2 separate regions of the Nomascus leucogenys genome follow, and region 2 is linked to region 1. The links are chromatin contacts, called in public Hi-C maps. All regions are on one chromosome and are shown on one strand. The core of a region is the stretch at or near the end of the contact, and the rest is flanking DNA. Distances in the headings are between cores, read along the strand shown. Region 1 holds the start of TRIM35 (tripartite motif-containing protein 35). Region 2 overlaps EPHX2 (bifunctional epoxide hydrolase 2).

The links. A called contact is a pair of places that touch in the nucleus more often than the background predicts.
Region 2: a contact with region 1 is called in a Hi-C map of a lymphoblastoid cell line, with 7 times the contacts expected there. The contact joins the enhancer-like site here to the promoter of TRIM35 in region 1. A contact is called at or near these places in 2 of 4 Hi-C or Micro-C datasets (a lymphoblastoid cell line and an unstated tissue).

What each region holds. Positions count from the first base shown.
Region 1 is chr8:32,143,443-32,149,387 of Asia_NLE_v1, forward strand. It overlaps TRIM35 (tripartite motif-containing protein 35), which reads right to left and starts at 2,353. Exons shown (of 8, transcript XR_004031306.1): 1 at 1,841-2,353.
Region 2 is chr8:32,408,759-32,414,703 of Asia_NLE_v1, forward strand. It overlaps EPHX2 (bifunctional epoxide hydrolase 2), which reads left to right. Exons shown (of 19, transcript XM_030817011.1): 19 at 2,640-2,833. The coding sequence ends at 2,673. Among named protein-coding and RNA genes, the nearest start is that of CLU, 23 kb to the right of the region's middle. Within about 2 kb of position 3,228, the one cell type or tissue checked has an H3K27ac peak away from gene starts, as active enhancers do. A contact at or near this core is called in a lymphoblastoid cell line, where this site is marked.

The DNA.
Region 1 (5,945 bases), core at 1,103-3,602:
CCCTTCCAAATGCTGCTGCCTCTATCTAAAATACCCTCTTTCACCTGGCTAACACCTCCTCTTCCCTCGGGTCTCTGCTGGAAGCTCCTTGAGGCTGGAAATTGTCTATCTTGTCTCCTGCAGTATCCCTGGGACCTTGCAGTACCAGGCATCTGCTGGTGCGTGGCTCTCTGCTCTTGAATCCTGGCTTGGCCCCAACCTGAGGGCTGTGCCTGGGTGTTCTCAGCCTTGACCCCTGCCCATCTCCTGATCAGCACCTCGGCCAGCCAAATAGGGATCAGTCATGACCTGAACCATGATCCCTCCTTTACCTGGGCCCCAGACCCCAGGCTGGCCAGCACTTATGCCAGCTGTCCCAAATCAGGATCTGCCACTTCTGCCAGTGGAAACAGGAAAAGCATTGACAGGGACCCACGTTAAGCAAAAAAGATGACAGGAGTAATAGGGTTACTCATTGAGACATGCGTACTGACAGCATCTTTACATTCCCCTTCAGTTAAACTTTGTCAAATGCATTTGGAGTGGAACAGACTTCTGTATTTAAAAAGGTATTGCAAAAAAAGAAGGCAGGGCCGCAGAGGGGCCCAGAGACCAGGCACTGGGGACTCGAGCAGCTCCTCCTCTCCAGTCCATGCAGCTTCACGCCAGCTACCCAGTGTTCTCCCAATTGGGGCTCTGACTCATGCATTGGCAGGTGATGAAATAAATTCAATGTTTCACATTCTGGGTAATTTTTAAAAGTAACAGAGGCCAGGCAGAGTGGCTCACGCCTGTAATCCCAGTAGTTTGGGAGGCAGAGGAGGGCAGATCACTTGAGGCCAGGAGTTCCAGACCAGCCTGGCCAACATGGTGAAACCCTATCTCTACAAGAAATTAAAAAAAAAAAATTAGCCAGGCATGTTGGTACATGCCTGTAATCTCAGCTACTCGGGAGGCTGAGGCACCAGAATCACTTGAACCCGGGAGGCGGAGTTTGCAGTGAGCTGAGAGCACGCCACTGCACTCTAGCCTGGGCGACAGAGGTCTCAAAAAAAAAAAAAAGTGAAGTAACAGAAAATACCAGAGTGCCACGGACATGTTCAGAAAAGTTTTGTTTCAACTGATACGTATGTTCTGGGTCACAAGGGAAAATGTATTGCTTCCTATGGGCTAAGATTAAACGTTTTGGAAAATGCTGAGTTAGGCTAACCATTATCTTCTGTTCATTTTTCCTTCCTGTATCGAAGAATTCTCCATGTTAGTTTTGCCCTGTAAATTGCTCCTGGGTTTATGTATAGCCACTAGAACTCTAGGTATGGAGATGCTGGTTTATAAACCAGAACAGGCCAGCCAGCCAGGGTCAGAGGCCTCTCCCCCAGATAATACAAACCGTGGGATCAGCTGGGCAAGTAGGTGACTGGTTTGGGGGAAATCTTAAGGCTCCACACCCCTGGCCAGGTCTGTGGCTCCTCCTCCACTTCTAAACTGAGTGTGCCAAGCTACAGGGCTCATGGGCTGCACCCACATCCGTGCCGCTTAAAGGGACCTGGGCCACACCCGGCTGGCACAAGGGGTGCATGGCCTGGGCCCTTCAGAAGCAAGTGTCGCTGTCTTGGGAACATCATGTAACCTCAGCTCTCACTTTCTGTTCGCATTCTCTTCTCCCAGCACGGGCCCCTGGGCCGACCTTGAAGAAGCAGGCAGCCCTGGGAACCTGGGTCGGAGAGGTGGGGTCCTGCATGCTGGGAGCGAGACGCGGGCACACTGGGCTCTGGCAGGCAGGAGGGGCGGGAGCCGCAGAGCTAAGGGGTTCCGGGTTCCACACCCGGCTCGGCCGCCTCGTGCAAACCGCTGGTCTTACCCGAAAGTCGTGGGCAGTGTCCTTCACCGGCTGCACGCGGTGCCCCTGGTGTCGGGGGTCGGCCTGGCAGGAGCAGCACAGTAGCTCCTTGTCCTCGAGGCAGAAGAGGCTGAGCTGGCCGCGGTGCAGGCGGCAGACGCGCGAGAAGCGGTAGCTGGTCCAGCGCGCGCCCTCGGCCTCCTCGCGTAGCAGCTTCTCCACCAGGTTGTTGAGGGTGTGGTTGGTGCGCAGGTCGGCGGGCGACGCGCGGTCTTTGCACACCGGGCAGGTGGGCGACACCTGCACCTCCCAGCAGCGGCTCACACACCCGCGGCAGAAGTTGTGGCCGCAGCGCAGAGTCACTGCGTCGCGGAAGGGGTCGTAGCAGACTGCGCAGAGCAACTCCTCCTTGAAGGAGCGGGAAGGCCCGGGGGACACGTCGGGGCTCCGCTCCATGGCACGAGCAGCGGGCTCAGGCGCCCGGAACTTTTGCTCCGGCCCCTCCCACCCGCCTGGCTGCCAGCGCCCGCGACCCGAGTGCTGGGAATCGCCCAGTCCCTTCGCCTAGAACGCTGAGAGACAGCGGCGCTGGCCAATCGTGCGGGGGGGAAGGGGGAGGAGGGCCGGAGGAGCCCCACCCACTTCCGGTGTGTACGGGAAATCCTGGGAGAGTGGGGCGGGCCTTTGTGCCCGCAGTTCCCGCCTCCTCAGGTCCGGGCGGGTCCCTGGCCGGGGTAGCACGGAAGGGTCTCCCAGGCGGCGCAGTAGGGCTTCCGTGTCACTGGAAGCCTACTTCCGGCTGGAAATGGGAAAAGGAGACTCTTCCGTAACCAATCCCCGGGAACCTCAGGCCCGCGGATGGGAGAAACCAGAGATCCCAACTTCCTGCTTCCGAAGTAGTGGCTGGGTCTTAAAGCACCGTGAGTGCAATCACCACTTAAGTTTGCAGCGCCTTTTTGAGGACCTATGCCACTCTTGCATTAGTCGTTTACTTATTTTGGCCAGTCTTCTTCTGCCCCGCCGCGGTAAGGAGAAACAAGAGAGGGGAGGCGGCAGAAGAGCTCCGAGAAAACCTGATTCTTGTCCTGTGGTTGAAAAAGTGAACAAGTCATCATGTTTCAAAGTCCATTTACTCATGAGTACAATGGCTGTAATATCTGTTTCAATGAAATGTGAGGATAAAGTGAAATAAATGTGGAAAGTGCTCATGACAAGCACTGTTTTAATGGGCAAGTGTCCATTAAAACAGTGAAATTGAGGACTTCTGCAAAGTTTAGCTGAGATAACTAGAGTTCGTGCTCAATTCTTGCCTGGTACAGTAGGCCTGGATGGTTCCTTCAAATCTTCGTTCCTGCTTCAGTTTGATCACTTTACAGCCTCCGGATGCAGAATACTTTTCACACGATGCACTTTCATTCCTTTTCTATTGGGAGACATGTGTCATGTTCCTGCATGTCTTGAGAGAGCAGAGGCACTGACTGCCTTTTTCCAACTATCTTTTCAAGGATGTTTCTGCATTGAATAGCCCTGGAAGGCAGTATTCTTGTCTCTCCAAAGATCTGGCAGACTTATTCCCAATTGTAAGAGATTTGAGTTTCCTAAACTTGGGGCCCCTCTGCTATAATGCAACCTGCCTTCATCACATAGTCGTGCAAGAATTAAGGCTCAGAAACTGGCCCCATGACAATACTGTGACTACTGTTATTGCTGTTAGTATTATCCTTTGTCTCTGACCCAGGAGTCTCATATCTTTTACCAGTATTCATGAAATTTTGGCATGCAAACTTGTTAGTGTTGAAACTCAGAAAACAATACCCCAAAATGGCCTCAAAAGCAGAAATTTTTCTCTGCCTTCCTGCCCTCCTGTCTCTCAGTTCCCCAAGGATAGCCATAGAAATTAGAATTCCTTTTCCCCAAGGCAGGTCATAGAAACCAGAACGCCTTTTTCCTAAAGCTAGTCTTGAAACCTTAAAATATTACTCTAACTTTCTCTCTGCCTTTCTGTGGAAAAACCGGCCATAAAGAAATTATCTGACTTACCTTGTTTGACTGCAGGCCGTAAGAGCCCGATTCCCGAGAGGGTCCTGCCCCATACCTGTTAGGGGTAGAAGGTGTCTGAGTTAAGAGCAGTGAATCTGTATGGGTCTGCAGCAACCTCAGTTCTTGCCTTCTTAGAAGAAAGAATTAGACTGAGGGGCATGATATAGTTTGGCTGTGTCCCCACCCCAAATCTCATCTTGAATTGTAATCCCCATAATTCCCACGTGTCAACGGAGAGATCAGGTGGAGGTAAATGAATCACAGGGGTGGTTTCCCCCATGCTATTCTCCTGATAGTGAGTTCTCATGAGATCTGATGGTTTTGTAAGTGTTTGGTAATTCCTCCTATGTTCATTCTCCTTCCCGCAGCCTTGCAAAGGCGGTGTCATGCTTCCCCTTCACCTTCCACTGTGACTGTAAGTTTTCTGAGGCCTCCCCAGCCATGCGGAACTGTGAGTCAATTAAACCTATTTCCTTTATAAATTACGCAGTCAGTCTAAGGCAGTTCTTTATAGCAATGTGAAAATGGACCAATACAGGGCATAAGGCAGAAAAAAAACTGAGGCAAGTTTCAGAGTAAGAGTGGAAGTTTATTAAAAAGTTTTAGGACAGGAAAGAAAGTACACTTGGAAGAGACCCAAGCGGGCAACTTGAGGGACAAGTGTGCCATTTAACCCTGATCCTGGGACTTCATATGCTGGCCCACTTCTGGAGTCTTGCTGCCCTCTCCCTTCATTCTTCCCTCAGTGTGAGCTGCCCGAATGCACAGTGCCCTCCTTATGCTTGGGAGGTGAGCATGCACTGTGTGCTTAGGAATTTGTACACATGCCCATCTGAGGCTTTCTTCCCTTTTCCAGTGGAATGCCCCCGGAAGGTCATACTCCACTATTTTGTCTCTTAATGTGCATGCCCAAGCTCACTCACCCAATTTCTGAAATTTTATTGGAAGCTGATTACAAATCTCAAGTGTTTTTATCTGTTTGGGAAATTGCCTATGCCTGGCACCTGCTTTAACATCAGTTAACATCAATTAACACTTTAGTGTGACAGCTGTGGACCATCAGGGAATTGTCTCTCTCTCTCTGGCCCATCTGCCAAATTATCCATTTTAAAAAGGCAGTGTGATAACTGCGAAACCATCACCTGGCATTCTTGCTTGAGGGGATTGGGGAGGGTAGAGTCCTCTCCTGCCCTGCTCATGCCTAACTACCTGTAACATACCCAGAAGGAAGAAATGCATGTTCATAGAGGCCAAGAAAAATCTAGACAGACAGGCCTAGGTTCCCCACTCAGTTTATTAACATTAGCTCATAACCTTTTGTCCAATTATATTTCTACACAGCTACTCATACTTTGTTGAACCTAAGCATGAAAATGAGCCATTTCCCCTGTATCTTTAGGTCTTCATTCTGAAGGCTCCCATGCCACATAAAACTATGATCAGGCCAGGCATGGCAGATGAGGCCAGGTGCCGGTGGTGGCTCACACCTGTAACCCCAGCACTTTGGGAGGTCGAAGAAGGCCTTGAACTCACAAGTTCAAAACCAGCCTGGGCAACACAGCAAAACCCCGTCTCTACAAAAAATACAATGAGCCGCGTGTGTGGTGGTGTGTGCCTATAGCCTGAGGCAGGAAAATAGGGTGTGGAGGCAGGGAACATAAGGCCAATTCACACTTCAGTTGTGACAGGAACTATCCTCCCCATAGGGCGTAGGCCAAGTAAATGACTTTGTAACTTTACTTCATCCTCTCCATTTACATAGGGCGTACCCCAAATAACCAATGGAGTCCTCTAGAGGGTATTTAAACTCCCAAAAGTTCTGTAGTGGGGCCTTTGAGCCCCTGTGCTCAGGCCGTTTCCCACACTGTGGAGTGTACTTTCATTTTCTATAAAACCCTTCATGCCTTCCCTGCTTAGTTTGTGCGTTTTTTCCAATTCTTTGTTCAAGATGCCAAGAACCTAGACACCCTCCACCATTAACAGTCCCAGCTACTCTGGAGGCTGAGGTGGGAGAATTGCTTGAATCCGGGAGGTGGCAGGGAGTTGAGATTGTGCCAGTGCACTCCAGCCCAGGTGACAGAGCCAG
Region 2 (5,945 bases), core at 1,978-4,477, 270 kb after region 1:
CTTTATCCTCCCAATCCCCGCAGCTGGAGGTGGCCCAGCACTCACATCCCTGTTTACATCTTCAACAGGCACCCCATCCTGCAATCACCTGCAATTACCACATCCTGTTTTCCCAGGAGAAAGAGGAGCCCTGATGTGTTTTGTTTATCTAGGAGGTCAGGGGTTCAGTCACTCACAGATTCCACCTGGGTGTGAAAGTAAAATTTGCAGGGTCTGTAGCCTTGGGGGTTCCCTCTCCAGCCCTCTTTGGAAGGGGGCTCCTTGGCAAATGTGGCACAGGGGTGGTGTGCACCCTGCTCTGATATCTCTCACCCTTGAGGGTCTCTCAGGTGCTCAGGTGAGAGCCCACTCGCCCGGAGCTGCCCTCTCCTAGCAGGGTCTGCCTGGACATCAGCCCTCCCATAGCCTGACCAGCAGCATGTCTATTTCGGGGGTGTTTGGGGAATGGGACTCTTCTCACCTTCTTCTTAATAAAGACCAAGAATTGATTGCCTCCCTGTCTCCTCTTCTGCACCTCCAAGATTATTCTTTGGGAGCACGAGCCTCACTGATTACCCCAGGAGGCTTCCCTCCTAGGGTAACCAGTCTTGGACTTGCCTAGAAAATGCTTTTCGTATCCCTTTTTTCAAACCTCGTTTCAATTTGCCTCCGACCTACCATGCCTTGCAGACTTCATGGAGTGCATTCCTTGATCATAGGCCATGCAACAAGTGCTTGAGGGGAATGAAAAGAACCTTAAGGTAGGCTCCTACCCTCAAGCAATGCATATTTTAATCATTTATCTCATGAGGGATTCATATCCAAAATACACTGAGAATTCCTACAATTCGCCAATGAAAATACAAATGACCCAATCAAAAAAGTGGGCAAAAGATTCAAAATAGACATTTCTCCAAAGAATGTAAACAAATGATATTTAAAAACCACATGAAAAGATGCTCAACATCACTAGTCATTAGGGAAATGCAAATCAAACTACAGTGAGAGACCACACCCCTTAGAATCAATTAAATAAAAAAACAAAAACCAGAAACTAACAAGTGTCTGGTGAGGATACGGAGAAACTGGAACTCTTTTGCTTTGGGGGTTCCCTCAAAGCACAAATGTAATAGAAATGTAGCAGAAGTGTAGAATGGAACAGCCACTGCAGAAAATGGCATGGTGGTTCCTCAAAAAATTAAACATAGCAATCCCATATGATCCAGAAATTCTATTTCTGGGTATATACTCAAAATAATTCAAAGCAGGATCTCAAAGAGGTGTTTGTACACCTATCTTTATAACAGCATTATTTACAATAGTCAAATGTCTATCAACAGACAAATGGAGGAACAAAATAAGGTATATTCATACAATAGTATTATTCAGGCTTTAAAAGGAGAGAAATTCTGACACATACAATAACAAAATGAACTTTGAGGACATCGTGCTCTTGAAATAAACCAGACACAAAAGGACAAATACTGTGTGATTCCATTTATATGGGGTATCTAGAAGAGTCAAATTCAGAAGCAAAGTAAATAGTGGTTCCCACAGGCTGGAGGTGGTGGGGAAAGAGGAGTTAGTGTTTAATGGGTACAGAGCTTCAGTTAGGGAAGATGAAAACGTTTTCTGGAGAGGGATGGGAGTGATGGTCGTGCAATAATTGTAAGGAACTTAAAGCCCTTGAACTGTACACTTAAAGTGGTCACAATGGTAAAACTTAGGTTCTGTATATTTCTATATATTTCTCTATTTCTTTTGGGGCAGTAGGACTGGCTACATAATTTGCAGGCCTGCCCAGTGCAAAATAAAAATGGAGAAGCCCTCGTTCCAAAATGTTTAAGAATTTCAAGAGAGTGACAGCAGGGCATTAAACTGAGTGCAGAGGCCTTTGGAGCGCTACCCAGGTCATCCCTCATGAAGCCGGGTGGCTGGGAGGTGTGTAACAGTTAGTTTTCTGTGTCAACTTACCAGGCTACAGTACCAAGTTATTTAATCAAACACACATCTCCGTGTTGCTGTGAAGATATTTTGTAGATGTGGTTAACAATCAGTTGACTTTAAGTAAAATAAATTATCCTTGATACTGTGGGTGGATCCCGTGAAATCAGTTAAAAGGCCTTAAACTCAAAAATCTAGGTTTTCAGGAGAAGATGAAATTCTTCCTCAAGACCACAGCAATAACTCAGTCTGAGTTTCCAGTCTTTGGGGCTGCCCGACGGATTTCGGGCTTGCAAGATTATGTGAGCTAATTCCTAGAAATAACTCTCTTAATAAAAATATATATTGGTTCTGTTTCTCTGAAGAACCCTGACTGATACATAAGAAAAGAAATGGATTGGTGAAGTTAATAAAAACAAAAGCACAGCAGGCTTTCAAAATCATCAAGTCCAAATCACCCTGATGTTCTGCAAATGAGGAAACCAAGGCTCAGAGAAGTGATGAAACTTGTCCAGTGTCACACAGCAAGTTAGGAAAGGCAGCGTCTTCACACTTCTCCATCAAAGAGCGCCTGGTAGCCGTGTGTTTTCTATAGCTTATATTTTAATTTATAAACGTCTATGAATTTTGCATTTTATTCCATTATATAATTGTGTTTTCCATTTTTAAGTAGTGTTTTATTTTCAAAATCATTTTCCCTAATATTTCTGCTCTAGGAAGGAGTGTCACACCTGTTCCGCGGACTTCTGACCCCGCACACCAACCCGATGGAAGTAGTGAAGACAGTAGGGACGCACAGCACAGTGAATTAAGCCTGAAACCCTGAGGCTCAGTAAAACTTCAATTTCTAGAAGCCTAAAGCAATCGAATGTTCTAGAAATAGACTTTCCAGAACCAATGCACCTTTCGGTTCAGCTTTTAGATGCATATGATAGTCTTTCTTTGATGTGGGATTTTTTGGTGCTTGAGATCGTCTTTCCCGATAATTCTCCTTGCAGAGATCTTTTGATATGGAGCGGCGTGCACAGAGCCCCAAGGTTGGGCGCTGAGGGGCATCGCTGATGCGATCCACGTGCCTCCCCGTCCTCAGGCCGCTTCCTTTCCTAGTTTCCAGGTCCTCGTTTCTCCCAGCGCTGCCGTCTCCATCTAAGCCCAAGGCCCCGTGAGCCCGCGCTGCCCCCTTGTGGCCAAAGCCCTCCCCAGCTCAGGAAACGGGAACGCGTAGCGGACAGGCTGGGAGTCCGTGCGCGTGACCCGGCTTCTGCCCGCAGCGTCCAAGAAGTTGCAATCGCGTGGAAGGATGGGGAACGGCGCCTCCCTGGCTAGCGTGAAACTCAACCACAGCACAGCACTGAGGCTGTTGGCCGTGAGCGGCTCTCAAAGCTGAATTTGAGGTGAGAGTTCGCCTGCCAACAGGGCATGCGCAAATCTCACCATGTAGAGTGAGTGGCTGTCCGGCAGCTTCTCCCCTCCAGGCCGCCACCTGGCCCCACACTCCTCAGGTGCAGGGCCGAGAAAGGGAGGGGTCCGGGTGAGCTCTGAGCGTCCCAGGGGATACAGCACCTGACCACCACTCAGAAAGCCCCCCCAAAAATACAAAGAGAATTGAAGACAGATGCCACCTCGCTTCACTAGTGGGGGTTGGGTGGGGATAGCCCAACATCGGCAGAGCCAACCTGGCCACCTACATGGGAGGGGCCCCGGGGTAAGATGAGGCTTTGTGACCTAAGGAAGGTAGGTCGGGCTGACTGGGGGAGAGGGGCCAGTGAAGCCCCCATCCCTAGGGACACAGCTCAGCTGAAGGAATCTCACTCTGGGCCTTCACAGGGTTAGCATCCTGTCAGCCCCTGCGCGGGGAGGGGGTATTCAGGTGGCCCCAGGTGGCAGCTGTCTGAACCCAGGCGAGGCACACAGGAGGACACCAAGCCCTGGTCTCCGACCTCAGCCCTGCACAGCCTGCTAGTCCCACGCTAAAGTAATTGAGGAATGGCACGGAGACGGGAGCGGACCCCCAGAGAGGCACCAGGAGAGTTACCGAAAAGGAAGAGTTCGCTACAGGACAGACATTTGGTTTCAAACCGGAAGGGATGCCTCCGAGTCCCCTGCGAGAAAGGTCTTATCCTTAGGTCTGCGGTTACAGTTTAGTTTAGTTTAGTAGTTTAGTTCAGTTTAGTTTAGTTTAGGTCTGCGGTTACAGTTTAGTAGTTTAGTTCAGTTTAGTTTAGTTTAGTTTAGGTCTGCGGTTACAGTTTAGTAGTTTAGTTCAGTTTAGTTTAGTTTAGTTTAGGTCTGCGGTTACAGTTTAGTTTAGTAGTTTAGTTCAGTTTAGTTTAGTTTAGTTTATAGTTTACCTCAGCTCAGCTCAGCTCAGCTCAGCTTCGTTTTTTGAGACCAAGTCTCACTCTGTCGCCCAGGCTGGAGTACATTGGTGTGACCCTGGCTCACTGCAACCTACGCCTCCCGGATTCAAGCAGTTCTCCTGCCTCAGCCCCCCAAGCAGCCGGGATCACAGGCGCCCACCACCATGCTCAGCTAATTTTTGTATTTTTAGTACAGACGGGGTTTCGCCATGTTGGTCAGGCTGGTCTCGAATTCCTGCCCTCAAGTGATCCACCCGCCTCAGCCTCCCAAAGTGCTGGGATTATAGTCGTGAGCCACCGTGCCCGGCCAAGTTTGCGGTTACTAGAATGAGGCCAAAGTTGGGAGCTATTTCCAAAATGGAAGACTGGAAGACAGAAGAATACCTATGAGTACCCTCATCCCAAAGTCCAGGTGGGGCCTTGAGTCAGTAAAAAGGAAGAATTTCAAGGCAGTATCTCAGCAAAGATGCACTAAATATCTGAGCCTGGTGTATCTTAGTTTCCACCCTGGTTTTCTTCACCATATGGCAGGGCTTTTCAGAGATTAAGAGAGGTCCAGACATTTCCAGAAAATTCTTTTTTTATTTTTTATTTTTTTTTGAGACGGAGTCTCTGTCACCCAGGCTGGAGTGCAGTGGCGTGATCTCGGCTCACTGCAAGCTCCGCCTCCCAGGTTCACGCCATTCTCCTGCCTCAGCCTCCCGAGTAGCTGGGACTACAGGTGCCCGCCGCCACACCCGGCTAATTTTTTTGTATTTTTAGTAGAGATGGGGTTTCACCATGGTCTCGATCTCCTGACCTCATGATCCGCTTGCCTCGGCCTCCCAAAGTGCTGGGATTACAGGCGTGAGCCACCGCACCTGGCCCATTTCCAGAAAATTCTAAAACAGACTTACTGACATTTTTGGTTAAAATTTTTGACGCACACAAAGTGAGATTATATTGCGTTGTGCTCGAGGTAATGGCAGTTAGAGTTTTAAAAACCAATACCCCCAGGCATGGTGGTGTGCACCTGTAGCCCCAACTATTAGGGAGGCTGAGGCAGGAGGATCACTTGGGCCCAGGAGTTGGAGGCTGCAGTGAGCTATGATTCCACCACAGCACTCCAGCCTGGACAACAGGGCAAGAACTCATGTCTATTTAAAAACAAACAAACAAACAAAAATGCCTCGTGTTCTCTAAGCATGTGGGCTGGTGATGGGCACAGGTTTCAATGTGGAAAACAAACACCTTCCTTTGACAGTGTCAGTGCATCTCTGGTTTTATATTCATGAAGTCATTTGTAAATGTGTTGAAGTCTTCTTATGAATGTGAGGCTGGAGTAAGTGTCCCCCTGTCACCCCCTCCTCGTGATGAACCTTAAGGATGGGGGCTAGTCTTTATAGGATTGGGCACCTGAGCAGGACTAGGGGTGAAGGTGGGGTCCTGGGAGAATGTCTGGCACCAGCTCAAGGTCATGGTCTTTTTCCTCTGGGTGCTGGTGGCAACAAATGAGGACAGGCAGGTAGTATTGCTGCACCTCTCCCTGTCCCCTTTCCTACCCTGAGGAAGTCCCCACCCTGCCTTGGGCTGGACCAGAGCTAGCTAGCGGCAGCTGTTGGACTTCCAGTGAGCTAGCCCTCAGCGTGGCATGGTGGGGGCTGGGGCAGGAGGAGCTGTCCA